3 separate regions of the Zea mays genome follow, and regions 2 and 3 are each linked to region 1. The links are chromatin contacts, called in public Hi-C maps. All regions are on one chromosome and are shown on one strand. The core of a region is the stretch at or near the end of the contact, and the rest is flanking DNA. Distances in the headings are between cores, read along the strand shown. Region 1 holds the start of LOC100279824 (GDSL esterase/lipase LTL1). Region 2 overlaps LOC103643172 (mediator of RNA polymerase II transcription subunit 15a). Region 3 holds the start of LOC103643172 (mediator of RNA polymerase II transcription subunit 15a).

Evidence for each region. A called contact is a pair of places that touch in the nucleus more often than the background predicts.
Region 2: a contact with region 1 is called in a Hi-C map of tassel, with 3 times the contacts expected there. The contact joins the enhancer-like site here to the promoter of LOC100279824 in region 1. A contact is called at or near these places in 2 of 25 Hi-C or Micro-C datasets (ear and tassel).
Region 3: a Hi-C map of leaf shows a contact between it and region 1, with 2.8 times the contacts expected there. The contact joins the promoter of LOC103643172 here to the promoter of LOC100279824 in region 1. A contact is called at or near these places in 2 of 25 Hi-C or Micro-C datasets (ear and leaf).

The regions. Positions count from the first base shown.
Region 1 is chr1:206,119,697-206,123,328 of Zm-B73-REFERENCE-NAM-5.0, reverse strand. LOC100279824 (GDSL esterase/lipase LTL1) reads left to right here and starts at 2,355. Exons shown (of 1, transcript NM_001152779.2): 1 at 2,355-3,632. The coding sequence starts at 2,469. The coding sequence ends at 3,623. It overlaps LOC100282211 (Grx_S12 - glutaredoxin subgroup I), which reads left to right. Exons shown (of 5, transcript NM_001368943.1): 3 at 513-587; 4 at 857-883; 5 at 1,579-1,799. The coding sequence ends at 1,655.
Region 2 is chr1:206,394,777-206,398,545 of Zm-B73-REFERENCE-NAM-5.0, reverse strand. LOC103643172 (mediator of RNA polymerase II transcription subunit 15a) reads left to right here. Exons shown (of 10, transcript XM_008666330.4): 7 at 216-557; 8 at 689-880; 9 at 998-1,086; 10 at 1,166-1,588. The coding sequence ends at 1,373. It also overlaps the pseudogene LOC103643173. Among protein-coding and RNA genes, the nearest start is that of LOC103643172, 19 kb to the left of the region's middle. Within about 2 kb of position 2,070, at least 10 of the 20 cell types and tissues checked have an H3K27ac peak or open chromatin away from gene starts, as enhancers often do. A contact at or near this core is called in ear and tassel, where this site is marked.
Region 3 is chr1:206,414,321-206,417,830 of Zm-B73-REFERENCE-NAM-5.0, reverse strand. LOC103643172 (mediator of RNA polymerase II transcription subunit 15a) reads left to right here and starts at 1,904. Exons shown (of 10, transcript XM_008666330.4): 1 at 1,904-2,383. The coding sequence starts at 2,229.

The DNA of each region.
Region 1 (3,632 bases), core at 1,106-3,605:
AGATAGCAACCAGCAAATAGTAGTGGGCTCGAATATCATACATGTTTTTTTCAGGTCCCTTTCCTCATTCTTCACTTTGCCAACTAGTTATATGGCCTTGCAGGGCCTGTATGTTCATAGTTCCTTTTGATATTCTTCTTTGTCACCATCAGCTACGAATCCTAAAGCAGGCAAATGCACTACCAGTTGAACAGTAGCTTTGAATTATTGCATATACTTGTTTTACTTGTACCAGACATGATGCATTCAGCATGCTCGTAGGCACAAAGGATTTTGCGTACTTTTTATTCCTATCTGTTTTGAGTTCCCACATGAAGTTGGCCATGTCAACATATCTAAATGTACCCTCGCGATGCTTGTGTTTTACTAAGCCGCATGACCTTAAGGGATGTGTTTTATTTTTGTAATTGTTTCCTACTGGGAACGAGGAACAGTGTAGTAAGTATATGTAGTGATTCTATATAATTTTTCAGGTTGATGTTCTTGTGCAGCTGACCGCTAATCCCTTTCAGGAGCTCAAGGACCACAACTACAAAAGGTATTAGAAAGGCTGACTGGACAGTCTACTGTTCCTAACGTTTTCATCGGTATGCCAACTTTCCCCTTCTCACCATAATTTCTTCTGTCTAGCCTAGCTTTTTTCTTCTGTTCATGACTCAGTTGCGAAATCACTCACTGATTTTTCATATCTAGTAAGGATTTTGGCAATTGGTGTCCCTTAGTGCCAATGCCAACTCATGTGTACCATTTGCAGTTTGTTAATGCACGGAAATTATTTCGCGCATGCATCTTATTTTGATCTACACTGTATGACTCACTCTTTAAATAATTGTCTATTTGTCTTGTTCTATTCCAGGTGGAAAACACGTTGGAGGCTGCACAGGTATTATACATGTGCTCTTTGTTGAATACTGGTCAATCTTTACAGTTATATACCAATGTGGCACATGATGCCTATCCATCCACATGTAGATTAGATGAGAGTGTATTTGCACCCTAACCTCTATTGTTTATATAAAGAAATCTATACAATTATCCTCAAACACGAAACGTGTACAATTGTAGAAGTACCAGAATGGTAAAACTGAGTCAAACCACTAGCACTTTTCCCCTTCACTCTGGTGCATCTGCACCTGTGCAAGTCATCGTAGCTTTGCCCCTGTATTTGAGAGGCCAGTTGCTGCCATTGGGCTTAGCCAAAGATGCATATACCCTTCTAAAACTAGCCAAGGCCCATCCATTTTAAATATCTGCTATGCATAACACTAGAAAGATAATGAAAGCAAATGGTCATCTCTAGAAATATACTATAGACCGTCCATCTTGAGAATTTTTTGCTTTGTATACCTGCGCTATGGCTGCATCTGCATTACAAGGTGGGCTGTGAGTCAGCAAGAATTATGCATAATTCCTGTGCTTTTTGGCATATGCCAGAGCATGCTGCAAGCCTGCAACTGCAATGCAAGTGCTAAAGTCACAATACCCTGTTTTTTCTATTGTAGAAAAGGAAATGATTTTTTTTAAAAAAAATGTTGTCGTTGGTTGCTGATACTTTTATGCCCTCTTTTTATGTCGTAGATACCGTGAAGCTGTATCGCAAGGGGGAGCTAGCTAGCATGCTGTCGGACCTGGATATCAACATTGACAACTCATGACAAGCTATGTTCTGCAAGGATTGGGCGAGACTTGGGCAGCACTGTATTGAGTTTCTTTTTTTAACATGTGCGATGACAAACACTGGTGTCATTTACACATTTTCGTTTGGTACTCCGATTAAATCATTGAATTTGACCACCGTATATATGCAATTTGCTAGAAAAAGAAGGGAACGAGCTCGCAAATCTTGTGTCCTCGGCAATTTTTGTCTATTTTTTCCCAAGCGCATATATTGCAACGCAAACGATGTGCGGCCCGTCATGTGCCGTGGAGCAAGATCGGGTAGCTGAAACCCCCAGGCCCCAGTCACTTGTGGGGAGTTTGACTGCCCGTCCCGTGATTTTTGGAGTAAATATACCAGCACTGCCGAAGCCCGAAAATGAATGGCCTGAAAAATGGGGTGGTGTAGGGTTTGTTACGCAAGGACAGAGCGGTGTGTAGGCAGCCGCGGTTACAGTTACAGGCGGAGGGGGGAGGATAATAGTAGACTCGCAGTACTCTCTTTTCTTCTTCAGGTAGCGTTGCAATCACAAGACTCAGGCAGTGTGGTTGAACATCCCCCAAAGGGCCGACCGGTGCTGCTGCCAATTTCCATGCCACCGCCCACCCTAGGTGCATGGACAGATCGTTGGAACACTAGACTGCCTACTGAAATGCGGTATAAATAGGGACCCTCGCCATGGAATGCAGTGCAGCAGCTCCATCAGCCCGTATACTATTGATCATCCCACTCTCCCCGTTATCTTCTTCCTGTTATATAGGCGTCCCGCAGCAGCAGCTGAGCAGAGCAGCGGCGAAGAAGCAGCAGCAGAATGCTTTCCGTTCCAGGAGCAGCAGGTAGCCGTGGCAGGCTCGTCGCAGCCACTGCGTGCTTCCTCCTCGTCCTCCTGCTGCTGCAGGTGCGCCCAGCCACGGCCACCCCGACCCCGCCCCGCGCCTTCTTCGTCTTCGGCGACTCGCTGGTGGACAGCGGCAACAACAACTACCTGGCCACGACGGCGCGCGCCGACTCGCCGCCGTACGGCCTCGACTACCCGACGCACCGCGCGACGGGCCGCTTCTCCAACGGCAAGAACGTGCCGGACATCATCAGCGAGTACCTGGGCGCGGAGCCGGCGCTGCCGTACCTGAGCCCGCACCTGGACGGGCGGAAGCTGCTGGTGGGCGCCAACTTCGCGTCGGCGGGCGTGGGCGTGCTCAACGACACGGGGGTCCAGTTCGCCAACATCATCCGCGTCCAGAAGCAGCTGCGCTACTTCCGGCAGTACCAGGACCGCTTGAGCCGCCTCGTCGGCGAGGACGCCGCCGCGCGCCTCGTCCGCGGAGCGCTCGTGCTCGTCACCCTGGGCGGCAACGACTTCATCAACAACTACTACCTGGTGCCCTTCTCGGCGCGGTCCCGCGAGTTCGCGCTGCCGGACTACGTGCGCTACGTCGTGTCCGAGTACGCCAAGGTGCTGCGGCAGCTCTACTCGCTGGGCGCGCGCCGGGTGCTGGTCACGGGGTCGGGCCCGCTGGGGTGCGCCCCAGCCGAGCTGGCGCTGCGGGGCAGCCGCGACGGGGAGTGCGACGCCGAGCTGCAGCGCGCCGCCGCGCTCTACAACCCGCAGCTGGTGGACATGATCAAGGGCGTCAACGCGGAGCTCGGCGCCGACGTCTTCGTCGCCGTCAACGCCTACCGGATGCACATGGACTTCATCTCCGACCCGGCGGCCTACGGCTTCGTCACCTCCAAGGTCGCGTGCTGCGGCCAGGGACCATACAACGGCGTGGGGCTCTGCACCGCCGCGTCCAGCGTCTGCCCGGACCGCAGCGTCTACGCCTTCTGGGACAACTTCCACCCCACGGAGAAGGCCAACCGCATCATCGTCAGCCAGTTCATGGACGGCCCACAGGAGTACATGCACCCGCTCAACCTCAGCACCATCCTCGCCGTCGACGCCCGCGCCGCCGCCACCTTCAACTAGCTAAAACAC
Region 2 (3,769 bases), core at 821-3,320, 280 kb before region 1:
GACTAATCGCACTTGGTCGACGACTAATCGGAAGACTGGACGATTAGTCGACCTAATCGGGTCGGATACCCTGGTCGCTCCACTAAAACCAACTAGCCCGACTAATCGCGATTAATCGCGATTAGTCGGACGACTTGAAATCATTGTTTGTGTCTATATTATTATCCCACTATTTTGGTATTGTATTTCATGTTCAATTTTGTTTTACAATACAGTTGAGAACAACACAGCCTGAGTCCCTTAGTGCTGCAGTTAGCGATATTGGATCTGTCGTGAGTATGATTGACAGGATTGCTGGATCAGCGCCTGGTAATGGTTCCAGAGCTGCTGTGGGTGAAGATCTTGTCGCTATGACAAAGTGCCGCTTGCAAGCCAGGAACTTCATAACCCATGATGGGAGTGGTGCATCAAAGAGAATGAAGCGGGACACAGGTGCTATGCCTCTTAATGTGTCATCCGCTGGAAGTTTGAATGACAGCTTGAAGCAATCATATACTGTTGGCACTCCAGAGCTACAATCAACTGCAACCTCACGTGTCAAGTGTCAAAGGGCTGAGGTGTGTTTCTTTAAAATATTTGCTGATAAGCTATGTAGGGCATTGGTTTTTCTACAAATAGTCGTCCGTCACTTGCATATTTGTATCTAAAAGGGCAAACATTGTTCATCTCTTATCTGGCTACCTCGCAGGTAAACCATGTTCTGTTAGAGGAGATTCAGGAGATAAACAAACAGCTTATAGATACAGAGCTCCATGTCTCTGAGGATGATGCTGAGTCCTTCACTACATCTGATATGGCCGAAGGGACAGTCATTAAATGCACATTCACTGCTGTTGCTGTTAGCCCCAGCTTGAAATCCATGTTTGCTTCAGCGCAGATGGTGAGGCAGCCTCAAAACACCTTTGCTATGTTTCTTTTTTTCTTCTTTTTATTGAGGGGTCCATGCCTGTATGTTTGTCGTCTCACTTTGTTCTATGTTGGAACGTGTGGGTGGCAGAGTCCAATTTTGCCGTTGAGGTTGCTTGTTCCTGGTAGCTACCCAAAATGCTCCCCGGTGCTTCTAGACAAGTTTCCTGATGAACAATGGTGCGTGTAGTGGCATATTACTGTATATATGTTAGGTGCTTCGGCAAAGAAACCTCACGGGGGTGCTCTGTGGTTGCAGCAGGAACTCGGATGACCTGTCTACGAAGGCCAAGTCAAAGTTCAGTGTGTTGCTCCGGGGTCTAGCTGAGCCCATGTCATTGCGAGAAATCGCAAGGACGTGGGATGCTTGCGCCCGGAAAGTGATTGCAGAGTATGCCCAGCAAACTGGAGGAGGCAGTTTCAGCTCGAGCTATGGTTGCTGGGAAAGCTGCGTTGGCGCTTCATAAGTTTATTGTATCTATTACTCCGTAGTATATTTATTATTCTTTATTACACTAAGCATTTATGTGTTGAGCAAAAGAAAATAACAGTTTATCTTCCTTTTGGTATCGAGTCACTGTTAGCTTGATAAATAAGATCGTGTACAGTACAGTGTATGGAGCAAGCTTGGGTGCTTCAGCCCGGTTAATATTTACTATCTTGTATGCTTTGCCTCTACTTACATAACTTGCGCGGTTACCTTGTTTTTTTGTTGATTTTTATTTGCTGATTTTTAAATAGTTTTCTTGTTTCCTTGATTATAATATAAACTTTTATGTTTGCTCTGCTTCGCTGTATCCATCTGCGTGATTTTTTTTTTTACATCGACCAATTCATTGACATGGACTAAACGTAGAAGCTGCATCTAAGCTGCATCTAGGGTACATGGACTACATTAGTGGGCTAGTGGCGTTTAGGCTACTGTGAGAGCAGATGTCTAATAATCCCAATCTCTCTTTCCTATCGTATACCTATCGAAATTCTGAAAGAATAACACAACAACATAGTCATTTTATTATATACTTCCCCTCCAAAGTTAGGCTTACTTCAGCAGCTACTGTAGCGTGTCCCGAATGTGTAGTTTTCGCAACTGCAGGCCACTGTAGCGCGTCACAGCATGTCGCAAACACGGTTGCACAAAAAGGTGCCTGCCCAAAACAATGTGTACTATTGCATTGCCTCTCTCCTCCCACATTGAATCCGTGCAATGGCCAAGTGCCTCGACTTCTCCCTACCCCGCGAGAGAACCCAAATTGGCGTCTCCACCATCACTACCGGTGTCGCTCGTGACGGCGAATGGGGGAGGAAGCGACCAGTGGCCACGAGCGAACGTTCCTGTCCAGGCCCAAGTCCACTCTTTGTCGGCGGAAGAAGCACTGGATCACCTCGACAGGGAGCGGCGGCTCCACGACTTCTACATTGAAATCTTCAAGGTTTGTTCAAAATCTAAACCCCTCGTCGTAGATCTGTTTATTTGCATGTTTTTGAGGTTGTTTGCAGTGGATTGGGGTTGATTTAGGTTTATGGTAGGGTTTTACCCAAGTCGATTTGCCCCCTTGTACAAATATGGCCGATACACATGGATCCGATATGGATTTGTAGATCTCCACCCGCTTTCGACTTCGTATGTTACCGATTGTGATGTCGGTTGTGGAGGAATAAATCAGAACCTTAGGTTCGGACAATACTTTCAAGTTTCATATGTTTTCACTTTTATTTGGCCTTGTGGTTACATATTTTTTCATCACTGCCAGATGTCCTACACTCCAAACGATGCCCTCAAATGGGCTGTCCGGGAGATGAAGGACCATGCATGCGAAGTTAGGCAACTCGTCGGTAGTGCTACAAGCACACCAATTGTAACACCCGTCCAATCCCGGACCGGTGGTACTTACTCATGGCAGCTCTCTAGGATCATATATTGTCCCCACACGCCAACCCGGGTCTTTTGTGCACACTTTGTCCTCACTCATGCGCCCCCGAGAAAACTTCCCGGTCGGTCACCCATCCCAAATTGCTCCAAGCCAAGCACACTTAACTTGGAGGTTCTTTCGAGATAGGCTTCCGAAAAAAGATGCACCTTATTGGTATGGATACTCTATTAATTCTATTAAGCCTTGGGCCAGGATATCACCATCTCAGGGGCCAGGATATCACAAGCCTGCCACACATTTGAAATCTGTTCTACTAAAATTTTTGGAGCTTGTGGATTGGCTTGACAAGGTTTCAATCCTTTGCTCCAAAGTGGTCTACAAGAATGGACGACAGCACCCCGACGACAACATCATAGTGGAAGAGTTTTAAGCAGCTCATGAGATAGAACTTGAAAGGCTCCCAAGTCCTGAAACTCCTAAAGCCTTGAAGTGTTCTATGAGGATTGGGGTATGCAGTATGACAACGATCAATCACGTGGGATCAACTAGGAGTAAATTGTAGAATAATGGCATGTTAACGAGGAGTTTCTAACTGTTAATGTAATTTAGTAATGTGTATTGTCGCTTTATGTTCAAGTCTAGAACGTTGGTCCTGAATTGTTAAGTTTGGGGAATGAACTGTTAGATTTCTTAAGTGATGATGCCTTCCTGTTATTTTGAAATGTCTTGTTGTGTTACCCAATTCACCAACAATCAGGTTTTCTATGGACAACACTTGGTCGAGGTATTTGATTCGAGGTCCCTACGATGTAACCTATACTCCAGGAATTGACCTACCATATGATCATGACTAGAATGCCCAGGAAGGCTTCGCTCATCCTGCTGAGGTTGATACACCTCTCTTTTGTAGGACTAGGTTTGTACCCATTCATGTCCATTCTTGTATTTTTCTGACCCTCGTTGTATGTTGAATAATGCAGACACCACAT
Region 3 (3,510 bases), core at 655-3,154, 290 kb before region 1:
ACCAATCGAACAAATCTTGCTCTGACATGTGGGCCGAGCCCCCCGTCGCCGAGTCTGATTCCTTAGAAACCGAGTCCGAGTCCCTGGACCGAGATCGAGCCCATCACCCTAGTTTAGCATCATCTTTATTGAATCGTCTTGGCATACCCTCTGTATATATTCTTAACAAAATGTGCTGGTCTAGGTACACAACATGTTGTCATCATTGTATATGATAGTGACCTCTGTGTGGTTTGGCATTCCCTTAGTAGCCTTTAGATGGGCCAACCCCTTTGAAACTACATTGATCTGGTGCACTATGGCTAGAAGTATGAACCCTAACAAAGCCTTGAATATCTTTCTCCTCTTCTCAAATAGTATCATTATATTTTTCCTGATTGCATCAAACAACATGTCCACTAGTAGGTGTTTGTGGTCTTAGATCCATGCATTCTAACATTCTGCCAAGTTGTCATTTGTGTAATCACACTCCATCTCTTCTTTGAATCCACTTCTAGCCCACACAAACTATATGATGTTCCTTCAACCACATCATTAAGTACAACTACATCTTTCTCAACATCACTGTTACATGCATTACCTTCTCACCCATCCTACATATAATCATATTCTCAAACTAATCACTACTAGTAACTTTCCACTCTCTTGCACCATCTATGTCAACAACCCAAACTAGCAGTTGCTAGCTTGAGCGCATATGATCTTGCTAGCTATATCATTTACAAAGCCATTTAGTGTGTACACATTGCTATCAAACCATAAGTCATGTTCTTGAGCTTATATGGCATATACTGAATAGTCATTGACCAACGCATGTGCTTATCAACACGACCATGGATTCCAAAGGCACAATTAGGAGGAACCGTGACAATAACATACACATAAAAGGGGGGATTAGGACCAAACTACCTCCGCACTCTACATCACATATAATGCAATAACATATCAACATACCATGGGGGCACAGACAAAACACCATATTGTCTAAGGGTTTGTACTACATCCAGAAGTTCTACAACACGTATGAAGGACTAAAAATCAGGAACCCTAACCAAGCATGAACATGCCACAAAACTCTAACATCAATTATTACAACCACACATGTGGCGTCTAAGGAGAAGGGACTACATTTAACCTTAGAGTTTGCTAGGTCATGTTGGACTGACGTGCAATGTCAGCAAAAACAATAAAATTATAGGGAAGATAAAAGGAAAAGGTTTTAGTAGTTAGTAAAACAATATACATGAATACTTGCTCTTTTCTCGATTTTAGATTGGATTTTTGACAGCATGATAAGTGAATTTCTATTTTTCATGAAAAATTTATAATTGTCGTGATAAAACCGACAAATACTTAAATACTAGTAATTTGTCCGTGCATTGGTAGGATTTGTTTTAATAAAACACAATAATATGTGTTCTATTGGTTAGGTGGATGTGAACGTGCAGTTAACAATCAAGATTCAAACTTTTACTTATGCACAATTTTACTTTATTTTTGTAGGAGGAGGATGACGCGAGACGACCATTGAAACCGATGCTTTATTGCCTGTGTATTGCCACAGTTTCCATATATCATATGAGTTGTCTTTGTTTTAATAAGATATAAAAATATATGTTCTATTGATTTTATGTGAGGTGTGAATGTAGAGGTACACAATTTTTCTTTTTTCAATAAACGGGAAGGATAAAGATAGCTTGGGACGGATATTAAAATTGTTTTATATAATACATAGATACATATATGGTTAATACTTAAGAGCATATATAACCTTATTTAATATATATTTTTTTAGGTCTCTAAGGGTCTAATTTTGAAAAAAATAAAAGAGATGAAATTTTAGCGAATAACTCATCTCTTCCCGACTCTTTATATATGTTTATGATCTAAAATATCATGGCTGTATCATAACTGTTGTTAGGGTTGTACATGTTCCGCTGGTTATTGATCCGCGATTTGCTGGCTCATTCAGCAGCATCCTGATTCGTTAGGCGTGCCGCGTGAGCCTTGCTCGCTCCAATCGATTTCGTCGTCGTCCGCTCGTCGCTAGCTCCTTCTTGGTCGCTCCTTCGCCCCTGCTACAATCGATTTCGTCGTCTTCAGCGAGGAGCTGGGGAGTGATTGAACGAAGCCAGCGCTCCCTCCATTGTCGCCCCGCAGATCGATCGAAGTCAGCAACCAGATCAGAAAGAGCAAAAGAGGCGCCCGAGTCTCTACGGCGGAAAGCCATGGACGGCGCCGCCAACTGGCGTCCCACGCAGGGAGCCGACCCTGCCACCGTCGCTGCTGTCGGCGGCGTCGACCCTAACGCGGCTGCCCCCACCGGAAGCGACTGGCGCACCCAGCTTCAGCCCGAGGCGCGCCAGAGGATCGTCAATAAGATGTACGTCTTCTCCATCTAACCTCCTCCCTTTCTAATGGGAATTGTCAAGCAACTCCAATTTTTTTTCCTTTCGCCGTGGTTGATCCATGTAGCTTCTTCTACGATTCGATCGACTCGATCGATTCGATCCACTGGTTCCCTCTTTACTTATCCAGTTATCTCTTTACTTTATTTAGATAGATACAGACGGTATCATGCGTTTGCTGTTGATCCATCCGTACATTTACACCTAACAATACGTCAACATTTGTCTCGTTTGTATACCCACGGATCTGCATTGATACCATCCAATGCAATATCATACTTTCTAAGATCATGTATCTTTATTTAAACCAAATTTTATTACCAAAATTATCAGTAGATTTGACTACCTTTTTGCTTGCTATATGATTCAAAAAAATATCTTTATAAAGCCATCTCTGCACCAGTACATACAAAAGCTGCATATGGTCTGATATCATCACATCCGGAGGATTCACAACTGGGGCATGGATCATGTGAGTAACGAAGAACAACTTGCGGATATTCTGATGAAGTCACTTGGGTGCGCACGGTTTGCTGAAATTCGTGGCAAGATTTGCATCCTTTAGGTCATATGAACCGAGACAGACATAGGGGGAGATTGTTGCATAATTCAGCTCGGTTTATTTGTTTTCTTCTTAGTTGATTGATTAGTTTCCTTTTTAGCTAATTGATAGCTGATTGATTAGTTTTCTTTCTTAGCTATTTGGATATTTTTCTTTAATAGCTAATTGATTGCTGATTGGTGCTGTGATTTATGGTTATGAGCCTTTGTAATTGTGTAGATAAACAGATTAATATAATACATCTATTGCAGCGGTGTAGTTTGGCAGCGAAAAAAAATCTTTTATGTTTTTATCTTCAAAAAAGAGAGAAAGAGAACTAATCAATTATCTAAGAAAGGAAACTAATCAATCAACTAAGAAGGAAAAAACAAACCGAGCTGGATTGTGCAACAATGACTACTCATTTTTTTCTCAGCCATGAGGGGTACTTCAATGCGCATTTGAGTTCTTTTAAGGTATGGGTGTAGAATGCAACAACCCATGATGTGATTATTTTTTCCAACTGTTCTCTGCCCAGGTAGGCATGGCATATCGGTAGAT